Linked DNA regions of Mus musculus: region 1 is linked to region 2. The links are chromatin contacts, called in public HiChIP or PLAC-seq maps. All regions are on one chromosome and are shown on one strand. The core of a region is the stretch at or near the end of the contact, and the rest is flanking DNA. Distances in the headings are between cores, read along the strand shown. Region 1 overlaps Bach2 (BTB and CNC homology, basic leucine zipper transcription factor 2). Region 2 overlaps Gm42266 (a long non-coding RNA gene).

Region 1 (5,747 bases), core at 1,254-3,753, 320 kb after region 2:
TTAAAGCGAAAAATGCAAGCAAATGAAACAAATGCCTTTTGTTCTTCATATGATCTCCATCGACCTCCATATGAGAAGTCCTCCGTGTGTACAGAATTACAAACGTATGCACTGTGCAAATAATTGTTTCTCATGATGATAGTTTGGGACGGAAGATGTAGCTCAGTGATGGGGCAGTTGCCTAGCATCGGATCCCAGTACCACAAAGAAAAAATTAGTGTTTATTTGAGCACTTACTACAAAAGTAAGTAGCATCCTAAATACTCTATTGTTAGAGAGAACAAGTGTTACAGAAGCCAATTAATGTGCCAGCATCTGTCATCTAAGAATTAGACAAGCAGGAATCAAATGGTAACCGTCTGTGTAGGGAAGGAAGGAGAACCGGCAAGTGGGTGCTGTGTGGACTCAGGAAACTAAGCCGCCTCTTACTGCCAGCCCACCCAAACAGTTTTGAGTTACTCATTCCTGACCGTTCAGGAAAAAGAGTATTTTCTACCCCTGGAACAGAGCAAATTTTGACTTTTTGTAAAGGGTAAGAGAATAGGGCTAGGAAGATGGCTCACTGGCTAAGAGCAGTCACTGCTCTCGCAGAGGATCTTGGGTTTGATTCCCAGGACCCACCTCAGGTGCTCATAACTGGTTGTAACTGCAGTTCCAGGGGCATCAAACGTTACCCCCGTGAGCAAGGTGCACATAAATTCATGTAAGCAAACACACGTAAACATAAATATTTCTAAAGGGTCCTTTCTTTGATACAGTTTGCGTTACCCAGAAGACACTCTGTAAGGCAGAAACGTGTGAGTTCTGCGGCACGGCAGCTTTATTCCAATAGCATGCTCTGGGTGGTGAAGCATCTGTGTCACATTTGGTAATCCCTACTCGAAGATGCTGCCACGGAACGCTCCACGCCCACGGTTTCCCCACCCCCGCTTTGCTGACCTCTGCTTTTCCCGTGCTCTTTGGAGAGACTTTCGCCTCTGCTAATCTCCTCCCTCCTCGGTTGGCCTCCAGTACGGCGGCAGATGGTCCAAGTCCTTGTATTACTGAATGTGAGATTAACAAACTGCTGGCCCATCCTCACCTTGGGAGTTTAATCACTTTTAAGTAGAACAGAGAAAGGAAGTAAGGGAGGCAGACATCTGTAGAAATCCACAAGCCTTTCTCAGAATACCTGAGCTTTGATTCGCTGCTGCCTGGTTTGGTATGCTGTGCTTTTATTTCCTTAGTTACCAGGGGAGTCAGGTGCAGTCTGAGCCTCTTCCATCCTGCTTGCATTCCTGCAGAGAAGATGTTTCAGAACAACACGGATCCACAGGACCCAATGGGTTGGGGGTGGGGGGTGGGGGTGGGGACAAGTTCTCATTTGTTCAGAACCTCCTCGTGGGCCAAAGGGGTGGTTCAGCAGGAAATGAACTTGCCTTGCAAACCTGAGGACCCATTAAACTCGTGATCCCACAAAGGAAAGAGGGAACTGATTCTCGAAGGTTGTCCATTGGCTTCCACATGCTCACACGCATGCTCACATGAAGGTTGTCCATTGACTCCCACATGCTTACACGCATGCTCACACGCCATACACACTAATAGTATTTATCAGTTACATCAGAACAAAGATGTGAAGAACCTGTATTTCTGCAGCCTTTGCAACTGTGACTCTGCTTTGTTTCGCCCTGTAAGCTATGTGCCCTCTTGGGAGCCTGGGAGAGCATCAGCAGCAATCATAAGAGTGAAGAGTCACCTAGCCGCAGATGCTCTTTGTGTAAGGCAGACCTTTCCCCTGACTGTGTGTCTGGAGGTGGACCTGCACACAAAGCAGGGCTTAGCTTCAGTGATGCAGTCTCGGGCATCCTAATCATAGCCAGTCGGATCTCCCTTTGGGAAGTTTCACGTAGTAGCACATGTAGGCGATACTAACCTGTGCTAGCCACAGTGACATTGCTAATACTGCCTCTGAAATCCGCATGCAAACTTCAGTCTAGTATTGTCACTTGCCTGATGCCTAAACTTTTGTTAATTACCATAGCAAATCACTTGAAACAGACTCAATAAAAACAAAATTATTTTTAATTATAGCATATGAGTGTTCTGCTCTCGACGCTGTCCTGGTCCCTCCCCTTTATTTTCTCTCCTCTTCTCCAATATCTGGCTCCCCGACACATCTAAAGCCCTCTTAGAACTGAGTTTAGTTTCTCTCTTCTATCTTAGGGCTGACAATCATGATGAAGCTAAAATTAGGCAGAATTAGAATTACAGTGCCCCTTTTCCACATTTGACTCTCTGTTGTCTTTTCTTAATCTTTGATTCTGTTGTGAGTTTTTTTTGACTCGGTTCTTTTTTTGAGACAGAATAATTTCTGCCAGATTCTGGGAACTCCCCTCCCACCCGATGGGGTCGGTCTGGGGAGGAGAAGTGAGCCCCAGTTGAGCCCAGCGCTCAGTACAGGTCTGCAGCGCCTTCTATTAAAATGTAAAGTGATCCGTTGAGTCAGCCTCCCTCTGGTTTGACTCAGACGCTTTATGGTGCACTTTGCATGTCATTTCTCTGTAATGATTTCCCCATGGAGAAGGGTGTCTGATAGAATCCAGGCAAGACTGAAGATTGCTCTGAGTCAAATGGATCTTTTATTCTTTTAGTATTAACCCTTATCTCTCAGTTTCCCATCCTCGAATTTTCCCTGAAGGAACCTTAATGAAGTAAACAGGCCTCAGCACCCTCATTTAGCTTCCTAACCACTGTTCTCAGATTCTTCTCACGTTAACAGTGGGAAGCTCCGGGGGAATAGTCTGTGGTAGAAGGGGACATTGAGAGAGAATATTCACACAGATGCCCTGATAAAGAAAAATGTAGAAAAGAGATGACATTTCTCTGTCCTCTAAGAGGCAGCTGCTAATGGGAAGCAGAAAATGAGCTATGAGAAATGAATATAAATGGAGATGGAAGAAGTGACACCAGAGACAAACCGAATGTGACAATTTGGAAAAGAAAGGTGACCAATAGCAGAAAATGGCCTGACCCAGAAGAATAGACAGTGTCACCTGTGCCCTCAGATTGGTGGGGTGGGGGGGAGGGAGGCAGCTTTGCCACAAAAGAACAACAGAGGAGGAGGGAGGGAAAGAGAGATGGAGAGAGAGAGAGAGAGAGAGAGAGAGAGAGAGAGAGAGAGAGAAGGCACGCCATCAGAACAGAAGAACAAGGTAGACAGCCGCTTGCCCTGTTGTGTCCCTTCCCAGTTCCACAGTCCTCTCCCTCCATTGTCCTCTGTTGCCCCAGCCATCACTGACTGCGACCACTCATGTTGGACTGCCTGGCATAAAGACTCTTTCACATGACAATTTCTTTCTCTCTCTTTCTTCCTTTCTTTGTTTCTTTCTTTCTTTTTTTGTTTTTGTTTTTGTTTTTTCGAGACAAGGTTTCTCTGTGTAGCCCTGGCTGTCCTGGAACTCACTCTGTAGACCAGGCTGGCCTTGAACTCAGAAATCCGCCTGCCTCTGCCTCCCGAGTGCTGGGATTAAAAGCGTGCGCCACCATTCCCGGCCACAGGCCAATTTCAATGCTGCATTCATTTGAGAGTGGTAGTTTACGCCCCATCTTACTGTTCAGTTCAAGCTGTGGCCTTCTCCCTGCCTCCTAAGCAGCATCACTTCACCTGGGGTAACTACAGAAGGAAGAGAGAAGCAGCACCTCTTAGGTGAAGCACTGAGTCCAGCCTGCCTCCCAGAGCGGATTGAGGTGGGAAGACGTGTTCCTCCGTCCTACTGAGCTTTGTGCTTTGCTAGATGTGAAATTGGCTTCTGAGTCACCTTTTCTTTGGACTGACTTGTTTATAGACGGGGAGGGTCACAGCGTTACTGAGAATCTTTCTCTCTTCAGCTCGCTCCAGATACATAGTAGCATTTTCCATCCAACCAGTTACATTGTTGTTGATACATCAACCTTTCTTTTAAGAACTGTGGTTAGAAATGCTTGCTTCGAGCCGGGGCGTGGTGCTTTTAATCCCAGCACTCAGGAGGCAGAGGCAGGTGGATTTCTGAGTTTGAGGCCAGCCTGGTTTACAAAGTGAGTTCCAGAACAGCCAGGCCTATACAGAGAAACCCTGTCTAGAAAAAAACCAAAAAAAAACGAGAAAAAAAAAATAAAAAAGCTTGTTAAAAGACTTTTCCAAAAGTAATACTTTCATAGAAACACAGATATTCTAACTAGGAATACTTTGAGTTCACCTGTTTCTTCTTGCTACAAATAAGAAAATGGAGATGCAGAAACTGATTGGCTTTTGTGAGAGAGGAAAGCATGGGATCTCTGAAAATAACTTACAGTGGGACAGATGCTGGGGTCCTGGTGATCCTAGGGCTTCAATATGTGAATCAGTTGGGAATACAGATAACTTTACTCAGTAATACTGTGTATCATAGGTGTTTATGATTTGTTCATTTTTAGTACAATAATAGAATTGTGGTATCATGTTTTATGTCTATTATAATTATATATATATTATATTGCAATTTTTACATTGCTTCTGTGGACTGACATTCAGTGTTAGGTTTGTGACGTCAATCTGCATGCTACATATGGCTCTAATTCGCTGTTATTCCATGTATAAATAAATAAATACTGTATACCTCAGTGCTACTGACAGGCATTGCATTGTTTCTACTAGAGGGTTATTATAAATAATGCTGCCGTGAATATCCTTATTCAGTGTTCCACTTTGGAACCTGGGAGAATCTCTACTGTAACCTAAGAATGGAATTGCAGGGGATAACCCATGCATGCCTTCAACCTCGCTAGATAATGCAAGTTGTTTCTAGAGATACTAAGACAAGTCTCATCAACAAGCAAGAACTCCTGTTGCTTCAGCAACAATATTAAATTTAATATTGTCAGATTTTCTACTTCTTTCCAAGCTGGTGGTTATGGACTGTCTTTAATACTTTATTATCTTTAGCCAGATTCATTACAGTTTGCCCTAGCATCATATTATATTTTCCAGATCAGTGTCTTTGTCAGCTTCTGCTTCTTCACTCAGATTATTTTAAATATGAAAAGTTAGAATGAGTCGCCATTTTCTCATTGGATACTTTGGAGTTTAGATCTTTTTTTTTTTTTAATTTTCATCTGTGCAAATGAATAAATGAAACAACCACCACAGATGCAGAGCTTCTCGTGACTGCTCTGTGTTCAAATCTGGGTGTACTTCTCAACTGTGAAAGTAAAAAAAACCATTGTCGCAAAGGTGCTAGTGAATCCAAGTTCCTCCTGAAAGGTCAAGGAAAATGGACTTTTATACTGAACTAGGAAACCTTTGAGAACTCTGAAGGACTTGATGATACAATTGCAATAGCTCCAGTCTTAGCAGTGCCCTTAAATTTCAGTTCCCTTGGCGCTAAGCAGGAGGCAGACAGATGGGGGCTTTGAGGAAGTAAATCAGAGAAACCTTTTAGCTGATCCACGCCAGGCCCTCCCTCTAGCTCTCTAAGGCACTAGGGACATTAAGCACTCAATGTTTGCATTAGGAAAGACTGAAGCTTTCTACTTTCAGTGAGAAGTTTGATGTGCTTAGAAAGAGTTTGCAGACCACACTAACACCGACTCTGACTCCGTTTGAATAGCTCTCTGCACTCACGAGTCTCTATAGACATGCTAACTTCCTCCTCTAAAAACTAACTCTTACGAATTTATAGTAAATAACTTTTTAAATGCTTGATAAGAGCAGAAATTCACTCGGCAATTACTAAATAATTTAGCATCTG
Region 2 (5,915 bases), core at 2,007-4,506:
TGTAAGCAATCATCACAGAGAGCCTGGCATTCCTCATCTATCACTGCCTTCCGTGAAATTCAGGAGTAGAGAATAATCAGAGTTGTGGGGGTGGGGGTGCTCTTGTCCAACTCCATTTCACGACACATTGGTTAAAGTGGATTTTTAATATGCCATCCAGGTTAATGTCAGGGAGTGAGTCTGAGCCACTAATGAAGGTGTTCCCCTGGGACTCTCTACTGCTGAATTCCATCCAGACTTAGAAACACACAAACACACATTTTCCCACTCAGACATCTGGGGGAAGGGCGGGGGGGCAAGGCTGTCAATCATTCCCAGTCCAGCACTGGTTTGACAAAATGCACAAAGAGTAATTACAAAAGAAGAGACACCCCTCCCCCCAGGACCTTCCTATGTAATCTTCTTCTAAAAATTGAACACAGGTCATCATTTCACCTAATGTAAACCGGGGAAGTACAAAAAACTCTAACTGAGATGAGAGAGGACAGGCAGGGGTGGAGGCGGGTGGGAGGTGGGGCACAGCCCTGGTGAGGACAGCCACAGATCTTTTCCTTTCCAAAGCTTGATTGGCCTTACCACCCTGTATGCCAGCAATTAGCCTCGTGGCCACCTGACTGTCAAGCCGTGAGTTCCACTGCTTTGACACATTGTTCCAATCTCTGGGGAAAGGCGGGAGACCAGTTCTAATTTTAGCTCTGTGGACTCCTACCCAGGAGACAAACTCCACAATGAATTTATAGTGATGCGGTTTATGTCACGAGCATCTTACTGAAAATTACTTTTGTTCTGGGTTTAACTTTCAAACGATTCTCAAATTTCAAACGTTGTCTTCTTCCTGAAAAAAAAAAAAGAAACTAGAAGTAGAATGTTTTCAAATGATAATTTTCTTCAAAAGAGCTTTATTCCCCCGAAACACATTTTTTTCAAGTTGCATACTAATACTTCTGAGATGAAAATATGCACGCACCGCACAAACCCACGATTACCCCCTTGACAACCAGAACACGTGTTCTCCTGAAACAGCCACACTTATCAAACATCGGGCCTGTGTGATTAGAAAGAGCTGCATCAAATTCATCAGGAAGCCTTCCCTAGTTATAGAAAGAAGTAGTCAAGATAGCTATATAAAAGAAAGAGGAAGAGAAAGAAGAACGTGGCTCGGGGGAGGGATGGAGGAAAGAAGTCAGCACACAGCCAGAGGACAGTGCCGCAGCTGAGGAAGACCCTTGTTCAGGGCTGTGGAGGACTCCCAGGCAATATTCCAGCTAGGCTCAAGTACAGGGGTGTTCTCAGAAGAAGGGTAACAGTGAGAAAACAATAGTCTCGGGGTTCAGTCGAAGGTTACTTCATTCTTACCATCATCATCGTCACCACCATCATCACTATCATCTCATTACCACCACCATCATCACCACCACCATCACCATCATTATCATCATCACCACCACAACTTTGCCAGATCTCAGATGGATCCATTAAGATGCAGGAAGGCCAAGCTACTTGCCCAAAGTTATGCAGCCAATATATGGGGATCAGAACCCAGCAGGTACGCTATAAAACTCACAACGAGCCACATTCTAAACTTCAACCACTGGCATTATCCTAGCAGACCATTGCCCTTTATTCAGAATGAAAGGCTCTGCCAAAGAACTGTCAAACCTTCACTCTGGCTCATGGACCGAAACCATACCCTTTTGTCTCTTTAACTGCAGAGAGTTTTTATTTCTCCCTAGGGAATATGACCTGGTAAAGTTTCCTAAATTCAGACCCATTTATAACAGGGTGGACTTGGAAAAATGTTTTAGAAGAAAAATGGTAGATGACGGTGAAGAAATAGAATTGGTTCCCATGTGTGGTCCAAGAAGCAGCTTCGTTATAGTGAAAAAAAGAGTTTTGTTTGTATGGGCAGTTGAAGATTAGAACCTGGGAGGTCTGTGTTGGGGTAGGAGAGGGTAGGATGTAGGTAAAGGCAGAACTTGCAAAAGTACAGAACGGAATGATCCTACCCAATCTCTCCAGAGCCCACCGCTACTTCCCTGGGCTCTCCCATCGGACATCCAGAGCGTTCTCAGCTTGCCTGATGGACAGGAAGAATGGCATTGGTGATGCTACAACAGCGATCAAGCCTATATAAAACACTCCGACAAAAAAGGAGTTACGGATGTAGTTTATTGTGGTGGATGGTTCCTGAGGGGCGGGGGCAGGGAGCGGGCAGTTGGGGCAGGAAGCTGAGTGATCTCACCTGCCTCTGCAAACACGGAGCGAACCAACAAAACAGAAGTGGCTGAGGGTAGGGAGACAGCTTCCTCCAGCAAGGCTCCACCTCTTAAAGGTTCCAATAACTTCCCCCAAACAGTGCCACCAAGCGGGAACCAAGTGTTCGTATACCTGTGCCTATGGGGGAGGTGTCCTCATTCGAACTACCACAAATACCTGATGAGATACACACCAGGAAAAAATGAAACCACATCAGAGGCTAAACTCTGCCAGGTACAGAGCGTTGGAAATTCCCCACACCCTGAAGTTTGTATTCTTAATTCTGGGATCTATCAGTCGGCACAGTTAGGATGGAGGAGGGGACCTGACTCACACACTACACCCTGGGGACTAATGTAAGCCACAGTCCACATGTACGTAGTTCTGCCATGGAAAGTTGTCCTTCCTGTGACTATACAACTTGTGTGTTCTGAGGTTGATTGAGTCCCCTCTGGGTTTCGAGAAAGAGGTCTCTTGGCCATGTGTCGCCTGTGGGATTTTGTGCATTACGTTAGATCAAACTACTGGTCCTGTCCTGAGTTGTTTGTGTTAGCCTTTCCCTTGCTTTCTTGTTAAGGCTTGGCCTGGGTTCAGGCTCACCCGTTGGTCCGGATGCTGCCGCATCTCAGCTGATGACGATCTGTAACCTTTACATGGTGGGTTTGACCTCATCGACACAGAAGTAGGTTCGGAGCAAAGAAAAGTAAAGTGCTTGCACACTCCTTCCGTGTCACTAATCGTAGTCATGATAATCAGCGAGGCGTCTTGAATCCCTACCACAGGGCCCTTGGTACATATTAGCTCACTGAACTCTCATGACCACCTGCAGAGCTGCTTCCAGTCTTGTCCAAATTTCAGAGAAGAGGAAACCGGCCTGGGAACTCTTTCTCAGAGTTACAGGGTTAGTAACTGGCAGGACGGAATGCAAACACAGCTTGATGCCCACACTCTCAACCACAACACAAGTGACTTTCTTAGTCTTCCTCCCTGGGTGTTTTGACTATAAGAAGCCGGCTGAGAGGAAGCAGCTGTTTTCTCTCCTGCTCAGACTCTACCTAACTGCCCTTGACACCTTTGCATTTTTATCCATGCAGAACAGAGCTGTTTGTGTAAACTCCAGGTGAGTGAGTGCTTTCTCTTCTATAGCACCAAAGATTTGAGAAGGTTCGACTAATGCTGGCAAAATATTAGAGGCCGACCGGCCTGCCTGCCGTGTCCCAGATGGTATGTAAAGTTCCTTCCTGTGGCGGCAGACATGAGAGGATGCGGGACTCATCCCATTCTGCACTCTTACCTTACACACAGCCTCTCCATCTCGACCCTCTGGGGCCACCAGCTGGGACCAGCAACATCCACACAGGAGAACCTGGAACATGAGGGTTGTATACAGAACAATAAAACTGTAAGAAACAAAACAAAACAGAAGAAATATAGGGCATCTGTAGTTACCAAGGACTCTGAGAAAGCATAGGCAGCTTGTGTGACTCAGCTTCCTTTCCTCCTTTCCTTTCCTTTCCTTTCCTTTCCTTTCCTTTCCTTTCCTTTCCTTTCCTTTCCTTTCCTTTCCTTTCCTTCCCTTCCCTTCCCTTCCCTTCCCTTCCCTTTCCTTTTCAATTTTTACTCTGAAATTATAATCTGCAGGGTGCCTCTGCCCACTTCAAGAAGACTTAAGACTCCACAGAGGAAGGTGATCATGAACCAGAGGTTACCACGGCTCCACGGGCCTCCCAGCTTTCCCTCCCTTGGCTTAATCCTGGCAGTGACCTCATGTACCATCTAGTCTGATTTCCCTGTCCAGGGCAGAAAGGTCAGATGGCTTGTCTCCTGACCCCTGTTCTCAAGTCCTCTCTCTCCCTGCTCTCCTATTGTGGGAGCTGTCGGGGAGTGGGAGAGAGCACTGTTTCAGACACTGGCAGCTTTTGCCTGGGTTCTTCTGCTCTGTGTAAGGGAGACCAGGCTGAGCTTAGATGCCAGCCAAAACTTGGAAGAACGAGACCCTCAACCATTAAGTACTCAGGGCACAGCCCAGCGAGTAAATACAGTCACTCACATAGGAACCAGGAGGAACGAAACAACAGGTGCTTTGAAAGGCTTACAAAAATGTCTTTGTACCTGGGCCACGTGAAAGCCACTTCCAGGGTGACAGGAAGGACATTTAGTGTTTTCACTTAAGGTTTATAAAGTAAACTGTGCTGCAGAGCAGGCTTTCCATTCAAACCCTTTCTGGCTGTGTGCAGAAACCGCTCGGGTGCCTGCCATTTCTTCCTCTTCTTTACAAAGATGCTTAGTGAACAGCACGAGGGAAGTAAACACCGGGGAAGCGCTAAGAAGAAACCTGTTCAGGAGTCCAAGGGCTCACTCTGAGAGAAGGGCTCAAACGCCTGACCTTCGGAGGATCACAGAAGATCCCAGCACAAGGCTTAGTTCAGGAAGTGTGCACAGCATCTATAGAAGGAGAAGCAATGGCTCCAGGATCACAAGAAACAGTTTTTAATCTTTTCTCAATTGTATTTACGTGTGTGGATACACTCACAGAGGCACCTCCTGGAGCTAGAGTTACAGACGGTTGTAAGCCACCAGGAGTGCAAGAGCACTCCACCTTCTTAATGGCTGAACCATCTCTCCAGCCCCAGGGGTTACAAGAGATGTGGTCTAGTTAAGTGCCTGGGCATCTTAACAAGCTTGCTTCTGTCCCGTCAGTCTGTGGATGGATGGATGTGACTTTTTGCATTTCTAAGAAGCTTCTCCAGGGTGAGGACCATACTTTGATGAGCAACTGCATTCCGCGTGCATCCATCCTTAGCAGATTCGGAGTTAGTTAGGTGGGCTGGGCTAGCATCAAGGAAAACAAGATGTGGCTGAGGTTTGTTCCCCAGTGAAGGAGTAACTAGGGTTACCTCAGTCACTAAAAAGAGACTTCTGGAAATCCTAACTAATATTAAAGTCCCAAGTGCTGGGACCGTAGGTGTGAGGTGCCATGCCCAGCTTCACATCATCCACTTGAAGGGACAGCTCCAGTTTTGAGATGTCAGGTTAAAAAACAACTCAAACCACTCACTGTACATCACACATTGGGCCAAGTAACGGGGGCTGAGTTCAAAGCACCTTATTAGTTCTAGACCTAAAAAGCCATAATTGTCTCAGACACCGCTGGGCTACAAAGACACCAGACACATTATTGTTCTCTTTTTATTGAAGTTCAGTTTAGAGTGTACAGTTCAATGAGTTTTGACAAACACGTAGTCATGTGACGGCCAGACGACAGAACAATTCCACCACTTCCAAACGTTGCTTTGTGTTTTTCTCAGGGCACTCGGGCTCAGAGCAAATGGCCGCATGCATGCAGGTGTGAGGGCCTCCGCATCTCTAACATCAGCTGTAGCTTTCAGGACGAGGTCCCTGCCCTTCCAGTCTCATAACCGCAGAAAGCCAAATAACTGCCTTCCTTGTGTCTCCTGGCTTTGCTGCCTCTGAATGGGATCACATAGTATTTGAATTGTGGGTGTTGTTTTAGCTTTTTTTGTATGTGTGTGTTAATGGTGACATTAGGAACCCATCTATATGGTTGCATCTTTGAGTTTATTTTTATCACAACGTAATATTCTAGGGTTCGTATAGTTTGTCTGTTGGCCAGCTGGTATATGTTGGGGTCACATCCA

Evidence for each region. HiChIP or PLAC-seq counts read pairs in DNA pulled down with a chosen protein or histone mark.
Region 1: a contact with region 2 is called in a Foxp3 HiChIP or PLAC-seq map of regulatory T cells, with 4 times the contacts expected there. The contact joins two enhancer-like sites. A contact is called at or near these places in 9 of 115 datasets of contacts at active chromatin or transcription factors (embryonic basal ganglia, embryonic stem cells, epiblast stem cells and 3 more) and 1 of 9 other capture datasets (embryonic stem cells).

Annotation. Positions count from the first base shown.
Region 1 is chr4:32,480,613-32,486,359 of GRCm38.p6, forward strand. The region is part of intron 1 of Bach2 (BTB and CNC homology, basic leucine zipper transcription factor 2); the gene reads left to right. Among named protein-coding and RNA genes, the nearest start is that of Bach2, 66 kb to the left of the region's middle. Within about 2 kb of position 2,504, at least 43 of the 459 cell types and tissues checked have an H3K27ac peak or open chromatin away from gene starts, as enhancers often do. A contact at or near this core is called in regulatory T cells, where this site is marked.
Region 2 is chr4:32,161,870-32,167,784 of GRCm38.p6, forward strand. Gm42266 (a long non-coding RNA gene) reads right to left here. Exons shown (of 3, transcript XR_881176.2): 2 at 3,551-3,622; 3 at 1-835. Among named protein-coding and RNA genes, the nearest start is that of Gm52717, 3.9 kb to the left of the region's middle. Within about 2 kb of position 3,257, at least 67 of the 459 cell types and tissues checked have an H3K27ac peak or open chromatin away from gene starts, as enhancers often do. A contact at or near this core is called in regulatory T cells, where this site is marked.